2 separate regions of the Mus musculus genome follow, and region 2 is linked to region 1. The links are chromatin contacts, called in public promoter capture Hi-C maps. All regions are on one chromosome and are shown on one strand. Each heading gives the region's core, a stretch centred on a gene start, on an enhancer-like site or on the middle of the called end of the contact. The rest is flanking DNA. Distances are from core to core; before and after follow the strand shown.

What was found. Promoter capture Hi-C pulls out the DNA fragments that hold promoters and counts their contacts.
Region 2: a promoter capture Hi-C map of hippocampal neurons shows a contact between it and region 1, with 4 times the contacts expected there. The contact joins the enhancer-like site here to the promoter of Ip6k3 in region 1. A contact is called at or near these places in 9 of 39 promoter capture datasets (the C10 cell line, cranial neural crest, embryonic stem cells and 5 more), 1 of 15 datasets of contacts at CTCF or cohesin (large pre-B cells) and 1 of 115 datasets of contacts at active chromatin or transcription factors (embryonic stem cells).

The regions. Positions count from the first base shown.
Region 1 is chr17:27,164,491-27,170,471 of GRCm38.p6, reverse strand. Ip6k3 (inositol hexaphosphate kinase 3) reads left to right here and starts at 2,708. Exons shown (of 6, transcript NM_173027.2): 1 at 2,708-2,832.
Region 2 is chr17:27,419,802-27,425,782 of GRCm38.p6, reverse strand. It overlaps a transcript of Grm4 not described here. Among named protein-coding and RNA genes, the nearest start is that of Gm35007, 23 kb to the right of the region's middle. Within about 2 kb of position 2,557, at least 83 of the 459 cell types and tissues checked have an H3K27ac peak or open chromatin away from gene starts, as enhancers often do. A contact at or near this core is called in hippocampal neurons, where this site is marked.

The sequences.
Region 1 (5,981 bases), core at 1,459-3,958:
AAGAGCTCCCACAGCCTCTCTGGTGTTTGGTAATAGCTGTGTCTCTCTGATGCACAGTAGGGCCCGACGAGCTTAATGAGATGAGAAAGAAGGCACAGGTGACCTGGCTCTTTATAACAATAGCAGGAAGCAGACAGTGGCCCTCCTCGAGACCTGGGTTCAAGTCCAGGCTCAGCCACTCACTGGCACTTGGCTTGGGTGGGAAGCATCACACCTTTTAGACCCTCAAGGGATTGCTCAACCCCTGTGGCTCTAAGTTTCCCAGATCAGGCATGTGAGGGCAGCTGAGGGTGGGGGAAGGAGATGGAAAAGCTGAAGAAACCAGGACGGTAATCAGAGCTGTGCCGTGGGTGGAGCTGAGCTCAAGCCGGCTCACTTCCCTGGAAACTGGGGTCACCCCTGGCTGGGGAGAGACTGGCACACATGGAATTGATTGTACTTTTTTGTTCTTGTAGTTTTAAGTGCTAAGGAGAAAGGATAGGCCGAGACCCACACGCAAGCCTTTTAGTTTCAGATGATCCCGTAATTTGCCGCACCCCACGTTCAACCAGAGTTCACTGATGGCACTGGGGAACGTTTGTGGTGGGGCCCCACTCTGTCCTGTCCCGTGTGGGGAAGGCCACAGAAGGGGACCTGGGCAGAGATGGGAAAGGAGCCCAGTGTGAAGGTTCCCTCAGCTGGCCCAGCTCCTCTGTACACTTAGGCCTTTGTGGCCACAGTCAGATGTTTCTCTTGCCAGCCAGGCTTTGAGAGGGACACAGCTTGGTCAACCTAAAGGATAGAAGGGAAGGCTGACCCGGGGCAGTCTAGACCTGATGTATGCCCTTTACCCCACACCATCTCTCCCTGGCCAGATGTTCATATACCTACCCCCCAGCTCATCTTCCCTCCCACCAGCATCCGAAGGCCCCCTGGGAGGGTGACACCGGTGGCCTCTGTCTTTGATCCGCCTTCCCCTGTGTGCTCCCTTTGGGGCACAGCCTGCCTGTAACTGCAAACCCAAGGCTGACTTCCAGTGTACTGTGTTCTAGTCCCTTGGTTCCTCTGAGAAGCTCCAGGCTTGGGCTCCTGCCCAGTTCCCATCACTTCTGATCCTCTTGGCTTCCCCGTGCCCTAGCTGGACCTTCAGTCTTCCTCCCCTCGGCTGCCGCCGCCATCTTCCCACTGTTTCTTTCCTCCTTCTGGTGTCAGGAGATCACTTCCCAGGTCCAATCTGAGCTCCCTCCATTTGACTGAGCCTCTCTCTGTTCTGACAGGGTCCTCTGTTGGGAGAGTCTGGTACCCCCGGGCCTCCAACAGTGCTTACCGGGAAGCACTTTTGGATTGACAGAGGGATGGATGGCCTTACTCTGGACCTGAGATCTTCTGAGCATCCACAACTCGTGGCGAGCCACCTGAGGTAGCTGGGAGTGGGTGGGGGTGCCAGGTGAAAGAGAGGACATGGCCTAGCCCAGCCTTGTCCTTCCTTCTGAGCAGGGATAGAAAAGAAAACAGAGAAGGTTGAGGTGGGATCAGTAGGTCTGCAAGTGCTTAGTAGGGCTGTGTATTAGCCAGGATTCTCTAGAGTCCCAGAACTTATGGAATGACTTCTATATTGAGGGAATTTGTTATGATGACCTACAGTCTGTAGTCTAACTCCCCAACAATGGGCAGCTGTGGGTGGGAAGTCCAAGAATCTAGTGGTTGCTCAGTCCCATGAGGCTAGTTGTTTCCGATGGTCTTCTGTAGATGTAGGTTCCGACAGATGTGCTGGCAAGTAAGTGCAGGTGAAAAAGAGAGTCTTCCTTCTTCCCATGTCCTTATTAGACTTCCCGCAGAAGGCGTGGCCCAGATCTGGGATTTGATTTGTCCCAGGCTGACCTTGAACTCAGAGAACTCTTTGCCTTAATCTCCTGGGATTAAAGGAATGTATTACCTTGCCTAGGCCTAAACTTTTCATAGCCACTATGCCTCACGATCTCCATGCTAAGATCCAGGTCAGAAGCCTGTGTCTTCCAGCTTCAAGATCTGGATCATAGGTGAGCCCTCCATTTCTGGATTGTAGTTCATTCTAGATATGGTCAAGTTGACGACCAGGAATAGCCACTACAGACTGCAGACTCTCTCTGTGTGAGACCTTGGGTCCTACCCTAGCATTACATAAAGGACAAGTGATGAGAGGATTTCATCAGGTAAGGGCACACGTCGTCAGGCCTGACCCTGGACTTCAATTCCTGAAACCCACATGGGGAAGAGAACCCATGCCTACAAGTTATACTCTAACCTCCACAGGAATGGCATGGCATGTGTGTGCCCTTACACATGCATGCACACAGATATGTATGTATGTATGTATGTATGTATTTATCTATCTATCTATCTATATGTGTGTATCTATACACACACACACACATATAAAATGATTTTTTAAATAAATAATTGGGGACTCTGTAGCAATTAGTACCTAGACTTCAGAACCAGTCACACTTCAAGATAGCTGAGCTGAATTCTCTTTCCTACCTTCTCCTACTCCCCCAAATTTTCCCCTTCTTCCTAGTCCCTGCCCACCTTCCTCGTCTTTCCTCTCTCCTCTTTCCCCTCCCTCCCAGACCCCTGGCCCCACTCCAGAGCTGTGGATACCAGCTGACAGCTGGGCATTCAGGCCTAGAGGGTCAGGTGGTTTCCCTTACCCAGGCCACTGACAGCCTAGATCTGGACGGGAAACTCCACCCGGGCCCCAGCGGGAGAACTGAGCTGGGCCAGACCTTTTCCTGTGCTTGCAGACAGAGGAGGGCACTGAGAGACAAGAGCCCCTACTGCACACTCCCTGATACCCCCCAGAAAGAGGCTCTGGTGAGTGCAACCTTGATGTAGGATGGGGAAGAACCATCTTACTGAGCCCTGGATGGTTCCAGGGTGAGGGACAGAGGGTGTCAAGGCCATAGGCCAGCTCCCATGGTGGGGTAGCTTCCCTACAGACTGGTTGGGAGTCATAGGGGATATAGGCCTGTTGGAGGTGCCTGTGACTTGGAATTTACCTGTGCGTGCGTGTGTGTGTGTGTGTGTGTGTGTGTGTGCATGCTTGTGCAGGCTGGGGTGTGCAGGGGCTGGGACAGGCAGCAATTTAGAGATATGGGCATATGTCCATGTCCCATTTCTTCCTGTCCCCTTAGCATGACCCCCTCTCCCTCTTTCAGCCTGCACTAATGTGCTCCCCCTGACCCACAAGTGGGCAAGCCAGGTCTACAGCAGTGGCTATGGATTATGGGTGAAGGGCTGGAGGCAGCCACGTTCCTTCAGACTGGGTTAAACCTTCCCAGAGGCAGGCATCCGAGGAGAGTCCTCCCTCCACACTTTGGAGCCAGGGATCAGCATGTCCTGTCCCATCAGCCCCACCCTTCCTCCTGATGAGACCACGGGGTCGGGTGACATCAGTACCTGTGGGTGGTATCTTAGGGCCTGGGTGCAGGGACACCCTGGAGAAGGTTAGGTGGCCGAGGGAAGTCACTGAGAGACATTCATAGGAGACATGAACCAAGGCTAATGACCTCTGCTGCCCTAGACAGAGGCAGAATCTTGGAGACCCCACGCCTGCAGGGTCTTCAGTGGCCCCCGAGACCTGAATCTGAGCCATTTCTATGATCTCAGGATTATACATGGAGGTATGGGAGGGGGACGCAGCCCCACTCCTTTGAAATAAGGTCTCATGTAATCCAGGCTGGCCTTGAATTTGCCATTATAGCCAAGTCTAGCCTTGAATCCTACATGTTCGCGCCTCTGCTTCCAAGCTCCAGGGCTATGTGTGTGCACCGCCATGCCTAGCTTAGCTCTGCGGTTTAATTTTTCCTCTTGAAAGACCTTATGGGAAAATGGAGAGGATGCTGCCAGGCATGCTCGTGTAGCCCATACCGGACTCCATGCATTCTTTCTGTGTCTTGCCACACTTCCTTCAGAAACTACCCATGAGACATCAGGAATCCGAAGTCATTTATGAGAGGCTCAGGTCTCACAGCACACCTCACTCAGTCCTGACAGAACCCCAGGGTCATGATCCTTCTGACATGGGCCACATCTGCCCCTGGATCAGGAGGGATTCATCTGATTAAAGCTGTGTTAGACCAAGAGCCAGTCCTACTTTTAAGATTCCTCTCAGTTTCCAGAGACCCTGCCTCCACCCTCTGGTTCTCTCTCCAGAGGCCCTACCTCCACCCTCTGATTCTCTCTCCAGAGGCCCTGCCTCTACCCTCTGGTTCTCTCTCCAGAGGTCCTGCCTCCACCCTCTGGTTCTCTCTCCAGAGGCCCTGCCTCCACCCTCTGGTTCTCTCTCCAGAGGCCCTGCCTCCACCCTCTGGTTCTCTCTCCAGAGGCCCTGCCTCCACCCTCTGGTTCTCTCTCCAGAGGCCCTGCCTCCACCCTCTGGTTCTCTCTCCAGAGGCCCTGCCTCCACCCTCTGGTTCTCTCTCCAGAGGCCCTGCCTCCACCCTCTGGTTCTCTCTCCAGAGGCCCTGCCTCCACCCTCTGATTCTCTCTCCAGAGGCCCTGCCTCCATCCTCTGGTTCTCTGCCACATGCCCGTTGAATTGAAGGTACTTACAGATGGGGAGTCTGAGGCTGGAGTCCCTCCTGTGGGGGTTCCCTGAATCTAGGCCCACCATGCTCTCTCAGGAACCTAAGAAGCCCTCCTCTGCCCCTATGCATTCTGCCTCCTCTTGGCTGCATTCTGGGGCCAGCAGCAGCCCCTCCCCTCTGCACAGGCACTTGAATAAATCCTCACCAGGCAGAAATCCTTATGGTTGCTGTCTTGTTCACTATCAGCCGCGGGGAACAGCAATAAACTTTATGAACATTGGTTGTTACGGAAGGAAACCTGCAGGCTGCTGGGGGAAGTGAGAGTGTGAGGCATACGTCTGCAACAGTGTTGTGTTGGCCTGCGTTGCCCTGTGGCATTCTGCTCCTGTGCAATCCAGGGCACCTGCCTGTGTGCAGAGCCATTTCTCAGCCCCTGTCGGTCCCTGTCTCTACTGAGGCAGCCATAAGAGGAGACAGACCCAGTCTTGATGACTTCAGAGCTTTTTAAAGACATTCCTGATGGGGCAGGAGAACTTCAGCTGTGGGCTCTGCACTCTGGGACAGGTCTGGACAAACTCAGGGTGTCCCAAGAATATGCCCACTGACTGTTAGCTGTGGAGGGGCTACTGGCTTTAGTCTTCAGACAGTGTTAATCCCTCCTGGATATTCCTGGCATCCACACGTGTACTGCTGCCCTCTGCCGGGGAAGGGTGTGCTGGCAAGTCTCCCTAAGAGATTCACTCCAGAAATGGGCAGTGTAGGGTGCTCTGGTGGGAAGAGAACATAAGAACAGCAAGCATACACACATGCATGCAAACACACACACCACACACACATACATGCATACATATACATACACATAAACACACACCATCACACATACATAGATACATACACACACACATACACACACCACACACACACACATATATGCACCACATACAGACACATAACACACATGGACACACATACTACACACATACATATATACACACATACACACACATATACACATAAACACACACATATACACACACACATACACACAGCACATACATATAAACACATACACACATGGACACACACACTACACCACAAACACCATATACACATATACACACATACACACTCATAAACACACATACACAAATACCACATACACTCACCACACACGTGTACACACATGTATACATACATACACATATACCACACACATACGAACTACACACACATATACATACACGCACACACATACACATGTTCTGCATAATTCTTGTGCTCTTACCTTTAAAACTGTTGCTGGAGGCTGGGAAGTGTGGTTCAGTGGATAGAGAGCTTGTCTGATACTCAGAAAACCTAGGATCCTGTCCTCAGCACTGTATCACTTGGGCATGGTGGCACACTCTGTAATACAAGCATCTGAAACTCCCCAGC
Region 2 (5,981 bases), core at 1,308-3,807, 260 kb before region 1:
TAGACTTGGACTGCTGGCATCTCAAACAAAGTGAGCAGGACACTGCAGAGTGCTGCAGTGCCTAAGGGGGTTGGAGAGATGGCGTGGTGGTTAAATATGTCTTACAGAAGACCCAAGTTTGGGTCCCAGCATCCACATAGCATAGATCCAGGGGATCACCTGCTCTCTCTGGGCTAACCTGGGTACACACCTACACACACACACACACACACACACACACACACACACACACAATCAAAAAATAAATCTTTAAAGAAAACCTGCACCTCTCCAGGCAAGGACGTCTCTTGCAGAATTTGGCTCAGGATACCAGGGTCCCCAGTCCAGTCCTGATTTCCTATCTTCAGGTGCTAGGGTGCCTGGGACCCATGTGTCGGCACATGGCACTGTAGGGGTATGACTCCTTGTGGTCTGTGTGTCTGTCTCCTCTTTTGTGTGCTCAGGTGTCTCTCTACCTCATATGCATCTGTCCTAGCCAGTGGCAAGTGTGTGTGGCAGGCGTGCAAGTGTGTGTTGCTAGCAGCTGGCTCCCTTGACAGGTTGGAAGGTAGGCAGGGGGCATGGCTAAGAGGTTGGGCTCTGCCAGGAGCTGGCAATGGGATCTGACCCTGGTTCTTGGCACTGTCCCTCCCCCAATTCTTCCACCCAACAGCTAATGACAGGGTTGTGGGCATCATAGCCAAAGGGACAGAGGGGCCCTGGGCAGGGTTGCAGATGTCATCTCTGGGTAGTATCAGGTGTTGAGGTCCCCTGAGCCCCCTGAGCCAGCCCTTACTCCTGGGGGCCAGCTCTGCTCAGCCCCTCACATCACCAGGTTTCTGAGTGGTACCCAGGATGTGTGAGGAAGGGAGAAGAGGACTGGCTGTCTGGTGGGATGGTCCCACAACCGCTCAGATTAGGTTTTGGCCAGCCCTGTGCTACAAGTAGGCTCACTCAGGCAAAGCCAGAGTACCAGATCACAGACTTCTGGAAGCTTCCAGGTGAATAGGTATATGAGGTGAAGGATTAACTTCAGAGGAGAAAGGCACCCTCAGGGGGATTCCCGCAGCACCCCGCCTTTCCTCTGGGGGATTCCTGCAGCACCCAGCCTTGCCCCTCCTCAGCTCTGAGGCTTGAGGCTTCCCAGGGAGAAGGCCTGGCCCAGAGCTATAATGCCACGCTTGGCAGCCCATTCCCACTGTGCGTGGTGACATCATTTATGATCTAGTTTGGAATCATCTCTCTGTTCGTCTCACACTCTGGAGGGGCTGAGGTCAGTCCCCAGCCTTCCTTCCCCTATGTGAGAGCTGAGAAAACCCAGCTGCCAGGGAGTCCTCGGGAAGCCACACCAACCCTGAAACATTGATTCCTGTGGGAAGGTGATGGTCACAGATTGTTAAGTAGGAAGCCTTGAGCTGGGTGGGTCTGAACCCCTGAACCAGAATGTGGGTACTTAAAAGTGGGGGCCCATGGGCCCAAGGCTGGTACGACTAACCCGAAAGTCAGGACTGCCTGCAACATGGGAAAGTAGAGAAGGGTCCATATGCACTGCTGGAAGACCGGAGCAGCTAGAGCGCCGGTGTGAGCCACTCGGAGGTGAGGGAGGCTCTTCCTGGGCCAGCTGGCAGCTCCCATCCTATGTTATAAATTGAATTTTATGATCATTTCCTATTGCTGTATGGGGACTGGTATCTTGGGCCGCTTGCACACTAGGCGTGCCCTCTACTCACCGAGCTTACCTCCAGTCTCCCTCTTGTTTTTATTTTCTGTTCTCAGACAGTCTTTCTCTACATTGAACTTTTTGGTTCTGCTGCTCCAGCTTCTGGGGTAGCTGGAAAACAGGTGTGCATGCACTCCCAGCCATACAGACAGGTCTGTACCCCTCTCCCCGCCAGCCACATTGTTCAGGTCTGTACCCCTCCAACCCCCACCACATGGACAGATCTACACCCCCTAGTCACAGGGACAGGTCTGTACTGCCCTCCCCCCCCTCCCCGCTCTCTGCCATATAGACAGGTCTGTAACCCCTAGCCACACGGATAGGTCTACACCCCCTAGCCACATGGACAGGTCTAGTCTACACCCCAACCCCTAGTTCATAAGGGACACTGAGCCACGCAGATAGGTGCTGGAGACACCCAGGCTTTTATATTTCAGTAAGACAGGACGATGGAAACCCCGTAGGGCTGGACTATTCTCCTGGGGTCTCAATTTTGAGGAGGTTAAATGGGTAGATCTACCCTAGCATCCTCTCTATCCTTGATTACATGACACAGCCTAAGGCACTCTCAGGCCACAGACCTACACTAGCCTGGGGAGGCTAAGCGGCTCTCAGAACAGCCCAGGGATGGCTGAGGCACTCCGGACCAGTCACAGACCCAGCCCTGGGGTCGGCAAAGCAAAAGGGAACCAGCAGTGCCCCCCTACAAGCTTGCCTATGGTTCACAAACAAGACAGTTGCTCCTGCCTGGGCCAGGGCCAAGAGCTGCCAGGTGACATGGACAGACTAGTGACACCTCCCCCCCATCCCTTTCAGGACCTGCTGAAGCCAGCTTTGGAATGCAGAGCCTGAGGCCTGGTTCTGCCAGCTCCAGGGCTGGCTCTGTTCTCCTAGCCACTTCTCCTGGAGGCAGGAGGCCAGGGGGGCCAGAGCTAGGACAAAAGGGGCCCCAATTAGCATTGTGCCAGCTGTCCCTGAACCACGTCTGCCCTCAGAACCACCAAGGAGCTGTGGAGCCCCAAGGAAGGAATCTGAAGGACCTGGACCCCTTTATAGTCTCATGAGGGTCTCAGAGCCCAGATGTCCACTGAGCGCCCCGGGTAGTCTCAGGCTTCCTGGCTTCTGTCAGCCTCTCTGTATAGTACCCTGGCCCTGCCCCAAGCCTCGGCTCTGGCCCCGAGCATCACCAGGCCTGTTCCCCAGACAGCTCTCTGTGCTGAACAGCACACGCGCGCCAGGATCTCACTTCATTTGGCAAGGGTAGCAATTAGCATCTAATGAGCCTTCTTGCTTTATTTTTAGGTAACCTCTGAGGCCCTGCCCGTGGAATTCAGCCCGCCATTGCTGGCACATAATTAAAGCATGTCACCATAATTTGCCTTTTTTCCCCCTTACAAAGCCATAATTATGTTTTTATTGCAAGTGAAGGGGGGAAAGCAGGGGAAAAGAAAACAAAGAGAGGCGGGGCCGGGGCAGGAACCCGGGCTAGGCTTCCTTAGCCAGGGTCTCCCTGCCTTCTGGGGGCCACTTCCCCTCAGCATCTCTGGGAACTCCCTCTAGCCCTGCCTGATGGCCCGCCCAGGGGAGAGCAGAAACTGTGTCCGAAGGGATGATTCCTAAGTTGGGAGCAGGCACGAGGGAGCCCCTGCATCTTCTGCAGTTGTTGGAAATTTTCCATAATAAAAAGTTAAATGAAACTCTGCTCCCAGGAAGGAGTCTGCTGGCTGCTTTCTGGGCTTGCCAGAGCAACGTCTCTCCATCATTAATTAGTGCTCTGTGTGTGTGTGTGTGTGTGTGTGTGTGTGTGTGTGTGAGGGGGTGAATGTGTGTGTGTGTGTGTGTGTGTGTGTGTGTGTGTGTGTGTGTGTGTGAGGGGGTGAATGTCCCTTCCTGGTGGGAATGCCTGGAACCAGATGCTCCCAGCCCCCAGCCCCAAAGTCTCAGGTGCCCCCCATTCACCCGAATCTGATCATCTGGCAACTGTGCTGGAGTCCAGCATGCAGACGGCAGCCATGATGGCGAGGGGCGGGGAACAGCTTATGTTTTCAAAGGGCTTTCCAGGGATGTCCCCCCCTCCTCAGGATTCCTCAGGGGTGGGGGTGGGGGATCTGGGGAAAGCGTGGACCAGCAGCACTACCGCCCAGCTTCTTCCCAGCATGCACTGGGAATGAGGAGTCCGGGATTCCAGCTAAGGCTCTGCTACGGACTGCTGGGTGTCCTTGGACAAACTGCCTTCCTTTTCTGGTCCAGTTTCTTCCCCCTTAAGATGAGGAGGTGAGCTCTGAGCTCAAAGCTGAGTAAGCAACAGAGATCCTACCCTGTGGAAAGGGGAGGAATAGACTGAAGAGGTTTGGGGGGGCAGTTACTATGGTAACTGTGCCCCTAATAAGGGGCAGGGGAGAGACCGAACATACAAATGAGACCATTCTCTTCTCCAGCTTTGGTGGATTGGCTGAGGCCTTTTTAGTGCGAGGGAGGGAGTCACAGAAGGGGGTGGAAGAAGGCCCAGAGGAGATCTGCCCAGGGTGATGCTTTGCCTGTCGTGGTGGAAGAAGACAGAGAACTTGAAGGCTGAGCTGGACCAGGCCGCCAAGCCCATCCACTGCCCATCACACACAGGAGTGAGAAGGGGACTCCCAGATTTTGTTTTCTACGTTTTCATTTCTTTTTGCATTTATTCATCTACCGTGGTTGTACACGTGCCATGCCATATGTGTGAGGGTCTATGGACAACTTGTGGGAGTTGCTCCTTCCACCATGTGGTTCTGGGGATCGAACCTAGGTCCTTTAGCTTGGTGGCAAGCCCCTTTACCTGATGAGCCATCTCAGCAGCCCCTGTACTTTACTTCACTCTGTACAGAGCTCCTGAGTTGTGAATGGCAGTGTTTCCAAGGAGCACCCCCTCTGCTGCCACCCTCATCCCTCCTCTGAGTCATCTGTCCCGTGTTCCTCACCACTGGTGGTGTTCCTCTAGTGGTGCTCCCCTCCTCTCGTGTGGTGCTCCCCTCCTCTAGTGAAGTTCTTCTCTCTAGTACGGTGCTCCTCTCTTCTAGTGTGGTGCTCCCTTCTAGCGTGGTGCTCCCCTCTAGTTTTGAACAGTTTGGTAATATGCCATGGGGTAGCATTCTTCATGTTGTTTGTGCGTGCTGGGTTTCTTAGACACTTTAAACATTGCTTGCGTGCACAGGCACATGTGTGGAGGTCAGAGGACAACTCTGTGGAGCTGTTTTCTCCATCCTCCTTTATGTGGTTCTGGGGACCAGACTCGGGGTGCAGCTCCTTTACCTCATGAGTCATCTTGCCAGCCCAGGCTCCGGGGTTTTATCGCTGCTGTTATACTTGAAAAGTCTGGGGCCGTTATCTCTTTAAATATGTTTCAGTGGCATCTCTCACATCCTCCGTTCTAGAGACTTCTGTCACATCTGCAGACACTGATTGTCCCCCGTGCCATGGGGTTTCTTTATTCTTTTAAAAATCTTTTCTTTTTATTACTTTGTTTATTTGGGGGAATGTGCTTTTGAAAATGAGTGGACAACTTGTGCTTATGGTTGGCAGCAAGAACTTTACCTCAGAGCAATCCTGATAGCTTCCTCTTTTTGACTTTTTTGACTATCGTTCTCTGTTTAGTCCGTCTGTCTATCTCCTATCTCCCATCTTCCTGTCTGTCTGTCTGTCTGTCTGTCTGTATCTCAGACACAGTATCATTTAGCCCAGGCTGGACTCCTACTGTGTAGCCCAGGCTGGACCTCCAACTCCTCATCCTCAGACACATATCACCACAACTGGTTCCTTTGTGGTTTCTGCTGTTGACATCAGGGTCATTGACCTTTGTGGCTCCCCGGTCTGCTGCAGATCACACCTGGCACATTAATAGCTTCAGCGTAGGAGCATCCCCACTCCGGAGCTTAGTGGGTCCCTTTAATGTCCTCCGTGGCTCTAGTTACAGATTCATCTCTGACCTTTCTTGAGCACATGTGTGTGATGATCAGACCGTTGGGCTATTGTTGGCTACCTCTGCTGTCAGGTCGCTCCTGGCTGCTCTCTCAGATGATGCTCTCTCATCACTGCCAAACCTTCCCCGCCTTTGTCTCCTGACGCCAGACTTGACCCCAGATCCAGACACGGTGGATGGCCTCCTCCGGTACCAGGTATTTTTGTCTACAAAGAAGTCACCTGACTTTATGGGTATGCACGGTTACTTGGGAACAGCCAGATTCTTTCAAGTCAGCTCCAGAAGATGCTGGGAGCAGCAGTCTGCCAGGGTCCTGGGCAGAAGGCAGGG